Regions from separate parts of the Mus musculus genome. Here region 1 is linked to region 2. The links are chromatin contacts, called in public promoter capture Hi-C maps. All regions are on one chromosome and are shown on one strand. Each heading gives the region's core, a stretch centred on a gene start, on an enhancer-like site or on the middle of the called end of the contact. The rest is flanking DNA. Distances are from core to core; before and after follow the strand shown. Region 1 holds the start of Nt5c1a (5'-nucleotidase, cytosolic IA). Region 2 holds the start of Foxo6 (forkhead box O6).

What was found. Promoter capture Hi-C pulls out the DNA fragments that hold promoters and counts their contacts.
Region 1: a contact with region 2 is called in a promoter capture Hi-C map of liver, with 3 times the contacts expected there. The contact joins the promoter of Nt5c1a here to the promoter of Foxo6 in region 2. A contact is called at or near these places in 2 of 39 promoter capture datasets (cranial neural crest and liver).

Annotation. Positions count from the first base shown.
Region 1 is chr4:123,199,485-123,206,638 of GRCm38.p6, reverse strand. It overlaps Nt5c1a (5'-nucleotidase, cytosolic IA), which reads right to left and starts at 5,154. Exons shown (of 6, transcript NM_001085502.2): 1 at 4,956-5,154. The coding sequence starts at 5,081.
Region 2 is chr4:120,281,089-120,288,892 of GRCm38.p6, reverse strand. Foxo6 (forkhead box O6) reads left to right here and starts at 1,632. Exons shown (of 2, transcript NM_194060.1): 1 at 1,632-2,054. The coding sequence starts at 1,641.

The sequences.
Region 1 (7,154 bases), core at 3,905-6,404, 2.9 Mb before region 2:
TGTGCAGGAAACTCATGGACACCACTTCTTTGTGAATGGGACAGTCCTACCATCATGGTCCCTAGTTAATAGGTAAGAAGAGAGGGTCTCAAGTAGAAGCCAAGACCTTTAAGTGGACCTAACATTCTGCTTATTCATGATAATTTTGTGGATGATGTATTCAACCTACTGCTAGGCTCCAGTTGATTGGCAGCACTGAGTGATGCTAAGCTGGGGATGTTAGGAAGCAAGATAGGTTTGAGTTCTGTCCCCAAAGAGCTTCTGGCTCATCCATGCAGATATTCCTGGTATCCTTTAGAAGACGGGGAGAGGAGCATGCCACCGAGGACAGCTGCTGGACCCTTCCTAATCTCTGGAAAATCAGAGTATGAATGTTCAAGGAACACATTGGCAGTACTTCTCTGTGACCTGGGCAGCTCTAGAAGACAGGACTTTATGGAAATGCTCTATAAACTGTGCTCTGTGGTTGTGTAGTGACTTCAGATGTAACTGGTGATGATGAAGATTTGAGTTCTAATTTCACTCGCTTTAAAAAAAATGAATGGGTGTATGTGTGTGTGAGTGCATGTTTGTGTGTGGAGCACAAAAGTGGATGTCAGGTGTCTTCTATTACTCTCCACTGTATTTTTTTTTTTTTTGAAGCAGGGTCTCTCACTAAGCCACCAGCTCGATCGTCCACACGGTCACACATGGCTTTCATACAGCTGCTGGAGAGCCAAACTCAGGTTCCTTGTGCTTGTATGCCTGGCGCTTTACTGACAGAGCCATCTCCTGGTCTCTAAATTGATTTAGTTTTAATGAATTTAAGCAGTTTCCTGTAGATAATGGCCAGTGAAGCCTCAGAGCCTCTCAGAATAGGAATGGAAAAAAAAAACAAAAATTTCCACAAAGCTGTGTAGCTGGCCACAGCTTATGTTTGGCATTTAACTTTAACCTAGATGGTGCAGGTGACCAGTGGGGCCAGTGGAAGATGGCATCCCTCTTCTGAAGCTCAGTGGCCCAATGCTTTAGCCAGTTTCTGACCACCCGTGTGCCAGTGTGTGTGTGTGTGTATGTGTGTGTTTATGTATATGAGTACACTGTAGCTGTTCTGATGGTTGTGAGCCACCATGTGGTTGCTGGGATTTAAACTCAGGACCTCTGGAAGAGCAGTCAGTGCTCTTAATCTCTGAGCCATCTCTCCAGCCCCCGCCAGTGTGTTCTTGGCTGGGCATTTCACAACCTCATCAGCACTTGGGCACCTTAGGGACAGAACTATCATTCCTGCAGAGACAGAGAACCCATTTTTCTCCATCCACTTCAGGCAGGGTCTGAATCTGGCTCCAGACCATGCAGCCAATCAAAGCCTTGTTCTTCACTTTTCTCTTCTTTACTTTCAGTCCCATAGCCCTGACTGGTCTTGAGTTTCCTTTGGGTGGGTTAATCAGACTCTCAGATCCCACTCCTGGCCATTGCAAGAAAAGTGTCTTGATTGCCTTGGCCTCTGGAGTGTCTAGTTTCCTCTCACAGATGAGGAAAGAGGGTTAGAGAGGGTCAGGGTATTTTATTGTTCACACAAAAAGTCAAGGTGAGATCTCAAGTCTCTAGTTTGGCCTCTGCCCACGTAAAGCTTCCTTGATGTGATCCTCCCAGAAGCCTCCATCTTTTACTTTAACAACTTGCCTGGACACATCCCAGCCTCCTTTCCCATGTTTGGAAGAAATGACAACAAGCTGAAGGTTGGAGAGATGGCTCAGCAGTTAAGAGCACTGACTGCCCTTCCAAAGGTCCTGAGTTCAAATCCCAGCAACTACATGGTGGCTCACAACCATCCATAATGTGATCTGATGCTCTCTCCTGGGGTGTCTGAAGACACCTACTGTGTACTTACATATAATAAATAAATAAATAGATAAATAGATAAATAAATAAATAAATCTTTTTTAAAATGACAAGAAGCATTGTATTCTAATACTGTTGCGGTTTTATGGTGGGATACTCTTCCCTTGAAAAATGATGGTTCCCAGGACAGAATCCTGTCTTCTATCCAAGTCACTCTGCTACAACATAATTGAGGTGGGCCTCAGGAACCTTCAGGGGTTGGTTGTCCAGCCTCCAAGTGGGTCTGAAAAAACAGGTGACTAGATCTGTACAGAGCCCGGAGAAGCTGAGCCCTTGTAGACTAACCCTCTTGTGCTTGTCCAGGTTTCTTAGCATCCAAGTTATGTGTGCACCCCAATCAGAAAGTCCATTCCAGGCTAGGGATTGGGTCAGAACAACCAGGGTCTCAGCTTGGGAGTACTGAGCTGCAGGGAGCCATGATCTTGCCAGCTCTCTGGGATTTAGGCTGATCGCTACGGCTTGGGGATGAGGGTGGAAGAATGAATAGAGAGCAGCTCAGCCCCACTGGCCTGCCTGCGGAGCTCCTACTTAGACCAACAATCTGTCTATTGCACTCAAGATAGGAATGTAGCCAAAGAAGCTGTTATTTCTGGAAGGACACAGGAGGGATGGGAGAGACGAGGACAGGATAGCTCTGGGTGAAGGCCCCTGACCCCAAGAGATGAGGGTCTCTGATGGTCTTCACTAGGTTAAATATTTTACTTAAGCTCTTGGGAATGATAATGAGGCCAGGCCAGGCCCCGATGGGGCCCATGAGGCTTACAACCCCCAAAATAGCCCATGGGAGGAGGGGCTATGGCAGGAAAGACAGGAGCTGGGAACTTCACCTAATCAGACCAGGGTTCAAGGCCAATGGGGGGACATGACTGATCATGGCCTGGTTCTCTGATGCTCAGGGAGGAAGTGGATTTTTGAACAATGAAGGTTCTCTCCTGTTTTCCAGCAGGCTCTCCTCCCCATCCCCGGGACCAGACATTATTTGTCCAGCTTTGCTATCTCATTAGCAAGACTGCTGCCAGACCCGCCCTTTTCAATCCACCCGATAAACAGCCCAGTGTGATTTTCATAAAATGAAAGTGGAACCAAATTAATCCCTGATAAGTAATAATAATAATAATAATAATAATAAAGATCCTGCAACAGTTCCATTATGATGCTGATATTTTTAAAGGTAGGTTGACCATTTAGTCAAATGAATTCTTAGGCAGAACTCCCCCCCCCCCCGCCATGTGTAAACCAAGGATATAACTGCTATACATCTCTTTTACAATTCAGCTCTTATATCTATACATCTATATGAGTGCATTTGTTGCAAAACTAATCAATAAAACAACACCTTGGGAACTGGAGAGATGGCTCAGTAGTTAAGAGCCCTGACTGATCTTCCGGAGGTCCTGAGTTCAATTCCCAGCAACCACATGGTGGCTCACAACCATCTATAATGGGATCCGACGCCCTCTTCTGGTGTGTCTGAAGACAGCAACAGTGTAACCACATACATGAAATAAATACATCTTAAAACAAACATACAAACAAAACAACAACAAGAAAACCCCAGCAGTTTAGGTGACAATATGTTTGAAAGCAGGGGTTAGGTCGCCACCATAGACACAAGAAGTTTCAGTATCCAGCCAATTTATTTTTATGTTTCTGCACAGTTCTGAGAGAGTCCAGTTTGCACCCCCAAATACTTGAACATGGGAAGAGCTGCTTTATTTTCAAATATTTAAAGTACTCTTTCTAAAAGAAAGGATTCACAGGTCTGAAGACTGCTTGAGACACAGGGTTCCACAGAACCCAGCGTGAAAGCCTCAGCCCCGTTAAATAAGGTTCTGGCCCTTTCACAAGGTACTCAGTCAGAGGGGTCCCTTGCCTGGGAGCCTTTTGAGTCCTTGTAACACTTTCCCCAATGATCCTGCATGTCTAAGTGTGAATTCTGAACAAGTTCTTGAGCTTCAAAGACAGCTTCTTGCTTTTCACTCACTCCTCTGCCCCTCCCACCCTCCCAGGAGATCCCACCCACTGAAGCTTTAAGATCAGCTCAAAAGTCATTATCCCAAAGCCTTCTCAGTGGCAGTCACCCCCTCCCCCCCAGTGCTCCCACAGCATGTAGGATCTTTTACCTGAGAATCCACCATCTCTAGAGCCTCCGTGGTCACACTCCAAACTCCTGAGACAGGCAGACCACACTTAATATCTCTGTCACCAGGATGAGCCAAGGCCTAGAGGTGACTGTGGATGGGGTAGCCTCCTGGGTAAAGTCGTTGTAGTGAAGCAGTGGAATGCTTTAAGGTCGGACTGGAAGTCCTTGTGTAACGCCTTTGGGTCCCTTTCTATTCTCAATCCCTTGCCCAAGTTCCTGGGTCTAAGGCGGAGAGGCGTGAACAACGCTAAGGTATCATGAACTTTCCTAACAGAGGAAGAGGAATGCTTGCCTCTGTGTGAAGTTGCAAATGGTTGATGCCACCACTGAGATCAGAAGCAATGTCTAAGGTGCAAAGCCCAGCGCTGGGAGCTCCAGAGCCTGGGAGCAAAGCCCTGAGCCTAGAGCAAGTAATCGTTCCTTTAAGATGCAGGGAGAGTGACCTGATCCCCCGGGGTCTGGGTATTCAGTTAGAGCCCAAACGCCGAGGCTTGGGCCAGGAAGCTGAACTGACTGCACAGATGGAGGAGACCTGAGAGCCCAGCGAGCAACCGGGTTCCCAGAGTCGAGTTAGGAGTTACGGAGCCCAGGGCGCTGCTCCCGGGTTGCTGACCAGCTCTGCCAACAAGTGCAGTCCGCGCGTTCAGGTTGCCAGCGCCGGAGGGGATAGGCCCCTGATGACAGCATGGGGGAGGGGTATTCTGGAGTAGAACCTGAGCCCGGGATTGGGGGGAGGGGGTGCGGAGGCACTGCCACTATAGCAGAGCTCCCAAAATAAACTGGAGCCCCAGCCAACTGCTGGGCACATTCTGGGGCGGAGGAGCCTTGTCACCTTCGGGAGGGGTTCCACGAGGCCCTTTCCAAAGGGCTTGAGACCCGTCCCTAGAAATGGCCCTTCCCGTGTCCCCCCAAATCCAAGCCCTACTTTTACCGATTTGGGTTTCTTCTTGGACGAGAGGTTGTCATAGAAAGTCTTGGCTTCCTCCCAGCGCGGTACCGCGGCGGTCTCTGCCCCTGGCCCGGGTTCGCGGGCCTCCCGGGGCTGCCCTGGTTCCATGCTCCGACTCGGATTCTATCCGGCCCGGCGGGAGAAGACAGCAGTGGAGACGCGGAGCTCTCGGCACCGGGCTGAGGGAGGGAGGCGCGTCCCGGGTGGGAGAGGCAGGCGGGCAGGGCCGGGAGGGAGTGCGAGTGAGCCTGCCCCGCCCGCCGGGGGTGGGGGGTGGGGGGGACCGTCAGGTCCGAGCCGCCCTCTTGGCATTTAGGGGAACTCTGATTCCTCGACCGACCCGGGTCTGAAGCAAATGGGGAGCAGGTGCAGTCTGCTTTCTGGAGCAGGCCGAGTGGAGCCAGGCTTGTGGAGTACTGCGGCTTCGGGGTTGCGGGGATGAAGTTCAAGGGCACCGAGAGAGGAGGAAGCCTAACATTTTCCCCTCCTAACACGATAATGCCCAAACCAGAAAATGAATAGTAAGCGCTCCTCCAAACTAACAGGTCTCCTACCCCTATCAGATGCCAGCATTGGACCCTGCGTGATCCGTCGCCTTTCTCCACATTCCAGTCTATCCTTGGACCCAGGGAAGTGTTGGATGGACAGCCTGGTTCATGAACAGGAAGCCTCATTGCGTGTAGGGGAAAGTGTGGGACACAGTTCTTACACAGGCGAAGGGGCTCTTGAATCTAAGGCGATGTTATGCTCGCCTAATGGGCGACACAGTCAAGAGTGATTCCAAGGGACTGGATTCATGTCGGCTCCCCTGTTGGCCAGCAGGGGGCGTGCATTTTCAAGTCCCGCGCGCTGAACTTGAGATGGTTACAGTTGTGAGGAAAGGAAGGGAGGAATGGAGTCTAGAACCCAAAGGATTTTAGCCTAGCATTTTGGAATTTCAGGGTATTTTTCACGCTGGTGCAGAGCTCTGAATTATCTGCCTCAAGGCAGAGCCATCTCTCCGACATGGATTGGAGATGCCTGAAAAACATTGGTTTAGCTGACGGGTGGTGGTGGTGGTGGTGGTGGTGGTGGTGGTGGTGGTGGTGGTGGTGGTGAGGTTCCTTTGCCTGAGACCCCTGGGACAGAGTGGAGCTCTGTCCAGCCTCCACCATGTCTAGAAGGAACCAAGTAAACTTTGTACTGTAGTTATTTCCTCCTGATCGAAACACTCCCTCCTGGGAGGCTCTGAGGCCCAAGAAACTCAAAAGATTCGGGGAGCCTAGAGAATTCTAAAGATTTGGGGTCCCTGCCTAGTTATACAGATATCAAAGTTACCCGCTGTTGGGAGAGGAAGGGCACCTTTGGTGGTGTAGCTGCCCTCAGGTCACACAGGGAACTCCAGTGTTTCAGTTTTCCTGAGTCAGCACCCGTGCTGGGCTTTTTGGTGATGCAGTTTCCAGAGTTGCTCAGATTCCTGTAAATAACCCTCACCCACACACATGTTAGTAACCCCAGTGAACTCACCAGCTCAGTAAGCCGAGCCTTTGGGTACCACCCTTTATCTGGAGTGAACAGAGATATCTCCACTGGAAAAGCAGTAGCGTAGATTTGGGTAAATGAGAGGGGAAGTTAAAAAATAATAAGATTGGTAAAGTAAGTTCAGATGTTTCCAGATTTGGATGGATTGGGGTGTGTGTGTGTGTGTATGAGAGAGAGAGAGAGAGAGAGAGAGAGAGAGAGAGAGAGAGAGAGAGAGAGAGATTTGCTTACATAAAAGGGAATCCATCCCCAGCAATTTGGATCTGTGTGGCTGGCTTGAAAGGATGACCTGGGAAAGTCAAATTTCCCTTTCTTTAGAATGTGGGGTTGGGTGTCAGCCTCAGGCAAGACAGTGGGTGTTATGAAGTGTTAGACGTCCACCTAAATGAGCCCCTGCAGAGTGGTCAAACTCCACCTCAAACAGAGGGATGTGAGCAGAGAAGTCTTTGTGAGCCAACTGAGGTGACCACCAGGTAGAATATGGGGACGAACGGACGGACAGAGGACCCCGTGAGTGAAGCCTTGCCCCGAGGGTGCTGCCTCTGGTCACAGCTCCGTAAGCCCTGGCTATTGTGGCTCTCTCCCGATTTCCATGACTTTCTCTTTTTAAAGGCTGAATGGTTGAGAAGTGGGGTGATTACTCCCTGCAGCGGGGCTGGG
Region 2 (7,804 bases), core at 383-2,882:
GCCTGAGCATAGGCTGGCAGATGGAGTGGTGACTGGAGACTTAGCCTCCCGGACCCTTTGGGATGAGGTAATGGACTGCATAACCTCTTAGGAGCTGCTCCCTTTGAGGTCACGTGACGATGGGATTAACATCTGAGTCCTCTACTAGTCTATACAGTAGGGACCTCATTTGTCTCCATTTGCTGCTCTTACCATAGAGCCCTGAAAGAAGACAGGAACAATGAAAATGTTCAATATATACCCATTAAACGAGTGAGTTCCTCCCCAACCGTTCTTAACTTTGGGGGTGAGCACTTGTTTCAACAGCCCCTTTGGGAACCTTCCACAGCCTGGAAGACAGTGGTACCTAAAGTGAGGTCCCTAGTGCCTGTCAGCTTGCTAGAAATGTGAAGTCTCGGCCCCAGCACAGACCTGCCGCCAGACACTCGACGGTCGGGGTTCAGGCATCTGTTTTAATCCTCTGTAGGATAAAACCTACCACACACTGAACTTTGAGAACCAATGCTCTAAAATTGTGCTTGCAAGCACAGTAAAAGCCCAGGAAGCCCCATTTGCACAGAGAACAGGTAGGGTTGTGGTATAACGCCTGGCCTACAATCCAGGAATTATCAAACCATTTCTTTTCCCTAGACTGGTCCATGGCACAAAGAGACGAGAGTTAGATCAACCCTTAGTCTGGCTGTTGGAAGGAAGACTTGGAAACGTCAAGGGTCCAGAAGAGGAGGGCGGGGCATTTCTGGGGATGGTAGAAGCGGGGAGGGACCAGTGTTCCGAGCCCCGCCCCATTTCTGTTGCCCCGGGAAACCCCGGGTTGTAACAATAACCTGCTGACGCGCTCCTGGGAGGAATCCTTTGAAGGTTGTGGGCGGGGCAGCCCCGCTGTGCACCAATGGAAGCACTCGGGATCCGCCCCTACGTTGCCCTCCCCGAGCCCGGCAGGGGGCGGGGCCGCGCCAGACGTTTCTCGCCTGCTCCCTAGGGGGCGCTGTGGCGTGCGGGGCTTCGGCGGGGTCGCCCTTAGCGGGAGCTCCACGCCCCCCACAGTCAGCAGGCGGGGCACCCAGTAAGCAAGGATTCCGCGGCCCTGGGCGAGCACGCCCCGCCTCCTTTTGCTCCGGGTCCGCCCCGTCCCCGTCCCCCGCCCATCCCGAGGTGCAGCCGGCGCTGAGCGCGGCAGGCGCGGGAGCTGGCGCTGGAGCCGGAGCGGCGGCGGCATTCACGGGGCGGCGGCGGCGCGGGCTCTGGCACGGGCTCGGGCTCCGGCATGGTGCAAGCCAGCCTCGTCCCGGGAGAGCGGGGCCCGCGCGCGGGACCGGCGCCCGCGGAGCGGCGGCAGCGGCGGTGGCGGTGGTGGCTGCGGGCACAGACAGGCGGCAGGTGCTAGAAGCTGGGCTGGGCGAGGTGTGTGCCCGCTGGGCTCCCGGGCCGCCGCCCCCTCACTGCCTGGGTCTTTGCCTCCCTCCGTGCTCGCCAGTTTGTCCAGCCTCCTGCCTCCGCTCCCCGGCCCATGGCGCCCCGCGGTTGAGCCGGCGCCGCCAGGGACCCCTCCCGCGGGCCTCCCCGGGGCGCGCAGATCCCAGAGCCGCGCGCCCACCCTCCGCGGAGCCTCCCTCCCTGCCTCGCCCGAGCCGGGCGGGACCATGGCTGCGAAGCTGCGAGCGCATCAGGTGGACGTGGACCCGGACTTCGCGCCGCAGAGCCGGCCGCGCTCGTGTACCTGGCCTCTGCCGCAGCCGGACTTGGCCGGCGACGAGGACGGGGCGCTGGGTGCAGGAGTAGCCGAGGGTTCCGAGGACTGCGGGCCGGAACGCAGGGCGACGGCCCCAGCGATGGCCCCAGCGCCTCCGCTGGGCGCAGAGGTCGGACCCTTGCGGAAAGCGAAGAGCTCCCGACGGAACGCGTGGGGGAACCTTTCCTACGCCGACCTCATCACCAAAGCCATCGAGAGCGCCCCGGACAAGAGACTCACGCTCTCGCAGATCTACGACTGGATGGTCCGCTACGTGCCCTACTTCAAGGATAAAGGCGACAGCAACAGCTCGGCCGGCTGGAAGGTGGGGCATCCGGGCTCCGGGCAGGCTACAGGGAGGGGGGCTCTGGAACACCCCTAGGGGTCATGGAGTGCGCGCCCAGGGCGTGGGGCAGGTCAGTTGACAGGCGGGGGCATGCTGGCAGCAGCTGTATTCATTCATGTCCCCTAGGAAGGATGCGCGGGATTGGAGGTCTGGTAGGGTGACAGGGGATACCTTTTTGAGGCATCCCAGAGGATTATCCCTGGCCTGTCATTGAGCGTATAATAGCATAACTCATTTCCAGACCACGGACAGTAGGGAGCCCCCTTTGTTTTGTGTGACTTGTTTTACCCTCTCCACCAGGGTACTTGCTTTAAAGAGCTGGAGTCATGACCCGGGGCTCCTGTCTGCTTTCCCTCTCAAATCTTCCCTGGCCTTCCTGACACTGGCCCCATGGTGAAGAGTGCTAACAGATCAAGCCTCCCCCCCCCCCAACCCCATGCAATTCTTTCTATAGTGTTGAGAGTTCATCCTGGAGCCTAGTCGGGGTGAAAAGCATGGCAGACCACCGGAGATGAGTTCTTCATGGGGCAGTTGTCAGCCCCTTCCCTGGTACAGCATGGGGTGGGGGAGGTGCTTTAGGCTCCCTGCTGGGACTTGTGGGAATGGTGTTGAGGTCTGGGGGGGGGGTCTATTTCTACCCACTCGGGCAACTTATCTCTCACTTCCCTGGCTTTCTGGGCTCAGATGCACTTAAGGAGTGGGGCACCCCTAGAGAGACCTCAGTGGCAGGCAGTGGAAAGGGGAGAGCCATCTTGGGAGAAGACTTGGATGGGGGCTTTACTGGATTGTAGCTTCTAGATCCAGCTCCTCCTCTGTCCATCTTGTTGGGAAATGGGGCTAGCCTATGCACTTGGGGGTGAAAAGGCATGAGGGGACCTCTTGTGGGAGAGGTAGTCACTGTGAGGAAGACATGTCTGTGACCAGAGATGAGGCTGTTTGGGGTGTTGATTGGCAGCAAGATCTGAGGAGAGGGGCAGCAGCCATGGCCAGATCTAGATGCACTTGGGAGTCCTGATCTGGGAGCCCCCGGCTCTTGGGATTCCTGTACACTGGCATCTTCTTTGGCTCTCCTTGACCATTATGGGGCAGGAACACAAGACACAGAAGTAGACCTGAGTCTCATCCCCTCCATTTTCCAGTCCCCTACATCTCAGTTCCCACCAGAATACAACTTTCTCTCAAGTGTGCCCTGCTCTTGGGCTTGCTCTGCTTCTTGTCTGCTGTGTCCACCTTCCTTCCACTCCTTCCCAGAGATGTAGTCACTCTCCTCAGGGCACAGGGTCCCAGTGCCTCCTCCAAGAAGCCTTCCCTAACACTTGTTAGCTAGCTCAGGACTCCCACCTACCCACCTTTTTTTTTCCTGGCCCTAAGGCATGCATCATGAGTCAATCATGTGTGCCCTACCTCCTGCTCCCTCCCTCCCTCCTTTACTTTTGAACGACGGTGTCAGTGTTAGGACTCTTCTGTCCCCATGGCACCTTACAGAGAGTCTGGCCCAAGAAGCCACCAGTGTATGCATGCTGAGAGTAAAGAGATGGGTAGATGGTAAAAGAGACTGTGGATTGGCGAAGAGTGCCAGGACCTGAGCAGATCAGGAGGGCTTCCTGTAAGAGGCAGAGCTCCAGCAGGTTTGGATGGATGAAGGAGACTGGGGAAAGATAGGAAGCAGGGATTTGAAGCTAGAAGCCTGGAGGCAGCTGCAGTTCTGAGCAAGCATGTTGGGGCCGAGCTCTGTGCCAGACTCTTCCCATATCTTTAAAGCTCTCAGTAGTCCCTGAGCTGGGTTTTACTATAACCATTCATAGGGGTGGTCTCTGAGGCCCAGAGGACGAGAGTCAATTAACTGCCTAAGGTTCTACTCCAACCAAGGTATGTCACCCACCTCTCCCGGTCCCAGCAAGCCTCTGGAACATGCCTGGCTAGCCCTGGCGAGAGGAAGCTGCTGCTGGTGTTGAACAGAGGCCGACATAAAACATAGGATATGATGGCAGCGTGCTTAGAGATAATTGAGCCCCATGAGTTCATTTCTCAGACTGTGAGACTGAGGCCTGGGGAGGTAATAGGACTCTCCCCTGAGAGTGTCAGCAAGCAGTAAGCCCTGGATAAGGACCCGAATCTATCTGCCCATTGACTGCAGTTCCCACCGCACCATACTGTTAGGGGCATGCTGGTCCTCCCTGTACCTCATTCCCAGTCCTGGACTGGAGCACTGGGTGAGCAGCCCCAAGCTTTGCTTTTACTTTTGGTCCTGGCAAGAAACCACCCAGACACTGGAGGGGATCTAATTCAACCTGTCTCATCATTGGGTGTCCCCTTTTACACTCCTGTTCCCCCAGGGTGCCTCCATTCTCTCTCATTCCTGGAACTTACTGCCCTTGAACCCCTTCTGGCACTCCCAGTCAATTCCTTCAGAAGCCTGGAGGAGGAGCTATCTCCAGCTCTCAATCTCAGCTTGACCAAGGCTGGGAACACCTCAGGTGCCAGGACCAGGCATCCATTATTCCTTCATCCATTTCATCCCCCACAAAAGTGTTGCCCTTGAAAGCCTGAATGGTACCATACCTCAATCCCATGGGGGTCAGAGGGTGCTATGACTCCTTACGGGGACCAAAGTTCTTGGCCCCACCTTCAGGATGCATTGCTCTGAGCAGCTTCCACATTCAGACCCTGTTTTTTTTTTTTTGAGATGGGAAAGGCTGGTGGGTGGGGCAAAGGGCTGGGGAAAGTGAGTTCCATATTCTGGGGAGTCCGATGTTCTCTCACGGAGGGGTTGGCTTTGATCTGGGGGTGTCTTCTTGGTTAGGGAAAATTAGGGAGATAGTTTTGTGATGGGGTGAAGAAACTGCACGTTCAAAAGCAGAGAGGAGGAACTGTGCCTGCTGGATTTGGGGGTGCATGCAGTTGCAAACTAGAACCTAGGGCTCTTGGGCTGACCGGAAGTGATCCTGCAAAGGTGGAGTGGTCACCTTCAGAAAGGAAGGGAAGAGAAAAGCTGATGTACTGGGCCTTTGTCCTAAAGTTCCATCTGTAATGAGGAGAGGGGGTCCCAGTGCTGCAGAGGACAGACAGACTCAGGCCACCCAAACCAGACAGAGGCCTGGAGAGTTGGGACTATCTGTGGTTGTACCATAAGGGCTAGTGCCATTCCCCCTGGGGACAGAGAGTATCAAGCCTGGGCTCAGGGCTTGGCAAGGAGTGTAGTGGCCCTAGAGTTGTGGCCCTGGAGTTGTGGCTCCCACAGTAGACCCTCCCTTTCTTTCCCTCTCAGCTTCTCCATAAATCCCATGTTCCTTTGGCCTTGGCCTCTTACGGGAAGTCTTCCTGGCTGCACTGTCCTGCTGTTCCTTCCACTGAACGCCTCTGGAGTTGTTCAACTCCTTTTGTGTTTCCTGGCTGCCAGTCCTTGGGGAGCTCCCAGGCCAGGCCTGGGCGCCTCCCATTTCTGTCCCTAGGCCCAGAGGGGTGGAGCCCAGTGGATGGGGACTTCCCCTCTCCCTCAAGGGCTGGAGCAGCTTAGCTGCTGAGAGGGGTGGAATCAGGAGGCGGGTGCTAGCCCCATCTGGCCCAGGCCTGGCCCTGTAAGTTCCAGGTGGGGAGGGGGCTTGAATGAGGGGCTGATCCCAGAGCCAGCAGCAGGGTCCTGCTCTTGGCTCTGAACAGCGGTTGGGAGAGTAGCGCCCCCTCCCCCCCAGCCCGCTCCACCAGGGCGCCTTCCCCCTCCTTTGTCCTCGGGGATCCCCAACCCCAAGAGCTTGTGGGGGTGCGGGAGGAGGCGGTGTGAGCCCCGATTGGGGGGGTGTCCTCACCCCCCTCACTGCACGAGCGAGGGGCTGGCAGCTGCCCGCCTCCTGGGCACGAGCCCGTGCCAGCCGCTCCTGGCACAGTTGCTGGCACGCCCGGCAGACTCCCACGGCCACCTGCTCACACCCACCCACGAGCGCTGGCGCGCTGCGGGCCCTTCCGGCTTCCCGGGCCTCCCAGCGCCCCTCCCCCGACGGCGTGCCCGGAGCCCCCTCCCCAATTCTCGGCGCCCCTAGACCGGCCCTATGCGACCCAGGCCCCCACCCTGCACAAGTTGGGGAGCTCTCGAGGCGGGGCTGCTGAGGGCCTCCGGGGTTGCCGCGCCGCGGGGGGAAGGGGAGCCGAGAGGCAGCAGACAGACCGACAGACAGGGTGAGGGCCCCGCCTGCCACCTGGCGCCGCTCCAGCGGGACGATGGCGGGCAGCGCCGTGCCAGGCGGTAATTGCAGACAGACTAATTTAAAGAGATGAGACGGTTATTTTTAACTCGCGTTAAGGTAATGAACGGCGCGGGGGGTTTGTGGGTTCGAAAGTTCAGCGCCCTCCAGCCCCCACTTAATGCGGGTGGGGGGCTCTCTGCAGACCTTGAGGGCTCCACCTTTGGACTTACTCAGGTGCAGTGTTGAGGTTCGGAACTGAGACACAGGGAGGCCCTGCCAGAGGACAGGGCTAGTGAATGCACCAAGCACATGTCACAACAGATTCTCACCACTGTCCTCTTTCCAGATGTGGAAGTGACTTGCCTTGAGGTCACATGCCTAGTAAGTACCAGCCCTAAGTGGTAGAACCCAATTCTAACCCTTAAACTCCAGCATTTCCTGTGCCACTGTGTAGGACTGGGGGCTCCTTAGTTGTTGCTGGGAAGGGTTTGGATTTGGAAAGCTGTTGGGGCTCCTTCCTGAAACTCACCTCCTTCTGCTTTTGAGTGGCAGCTGGTGATGGCCAGCCATCACCTGAGATGTAGGGTTTGACTTAGCTTTGCTGAGGAATGGTGAGTGGCAGTGAGCCTCAAGTGGAGCTTCCCTGACCTCTCAGCAGACTCACAGGCTTCTCCCTACACCTGCAATGTGCCTGCCTCCCACTTGGGGTTGAGTGACTGGGAGAAATCAGGGTATAGGGCTGACACCTCCCCATTAGAGCCCCCTCCACCTCCAGACTTTGGGTCACAGAAGAAGTTGAAGGGTCTGATGCAGGATGACAGCCTCGCGTAGTCCCCTCTCACATTTCTTTCCGGGACTGCCATTCACTGGGAAGACAGGTCCTGCAGTCTTCTTCCCAGCAGTGCCCTGAAGTCACCCACCATGTCCAGGTGTAACCCTTTGTGGTCCTCTGGACCCTGAGGCTAGGTAAGGGGGAACATGGCCCCTGTGGGAAACATGATTCAGTGTGTGTTAGCTGGAGTTATTCCTCTCTCTGATCCTCAATATCCTCCTGTGAGTCCAGAGGACCTTAACACAGTCCCTAGGCCCTTCCGTACTAAGACTTACAAACCTTGTGGTACCAGGAGCTGAGAGGTTCATGGCACCGAAAGGGCTTCTCACTGGTGGATACCTGTGACTATGGGTGTGGATAGTCTCGAACCTGAGCTTTCTACTTAAAGATGCCTGCCCCTACCCATGACAGTACCCACGTGGCAACCGTTTGGCTGACACAAGGGAGAGTGTTCATGACAGCCACAGCTGTCCCCAGTGCAGGCAGATGGGGGGCTCAGGGTGTTGGGTGGGTATCAACTTGGGCTCTAGGGCCTGAGGAGGGTGCTTAGAGGGGGACAGCTGGATCTGGAGCACCCCCCTTCTCCTGGCACCCCGGTTGCTATGGAAACCCACTCCTGTTTGGGAGGGTTTGGCTGTTTGCTGCCTCTCCCCACCCCCCAACCCATATGTGGAGGTGGGAGGGGGCCAGGTGGTGTGTGGGGGTGGGGCCTCCCA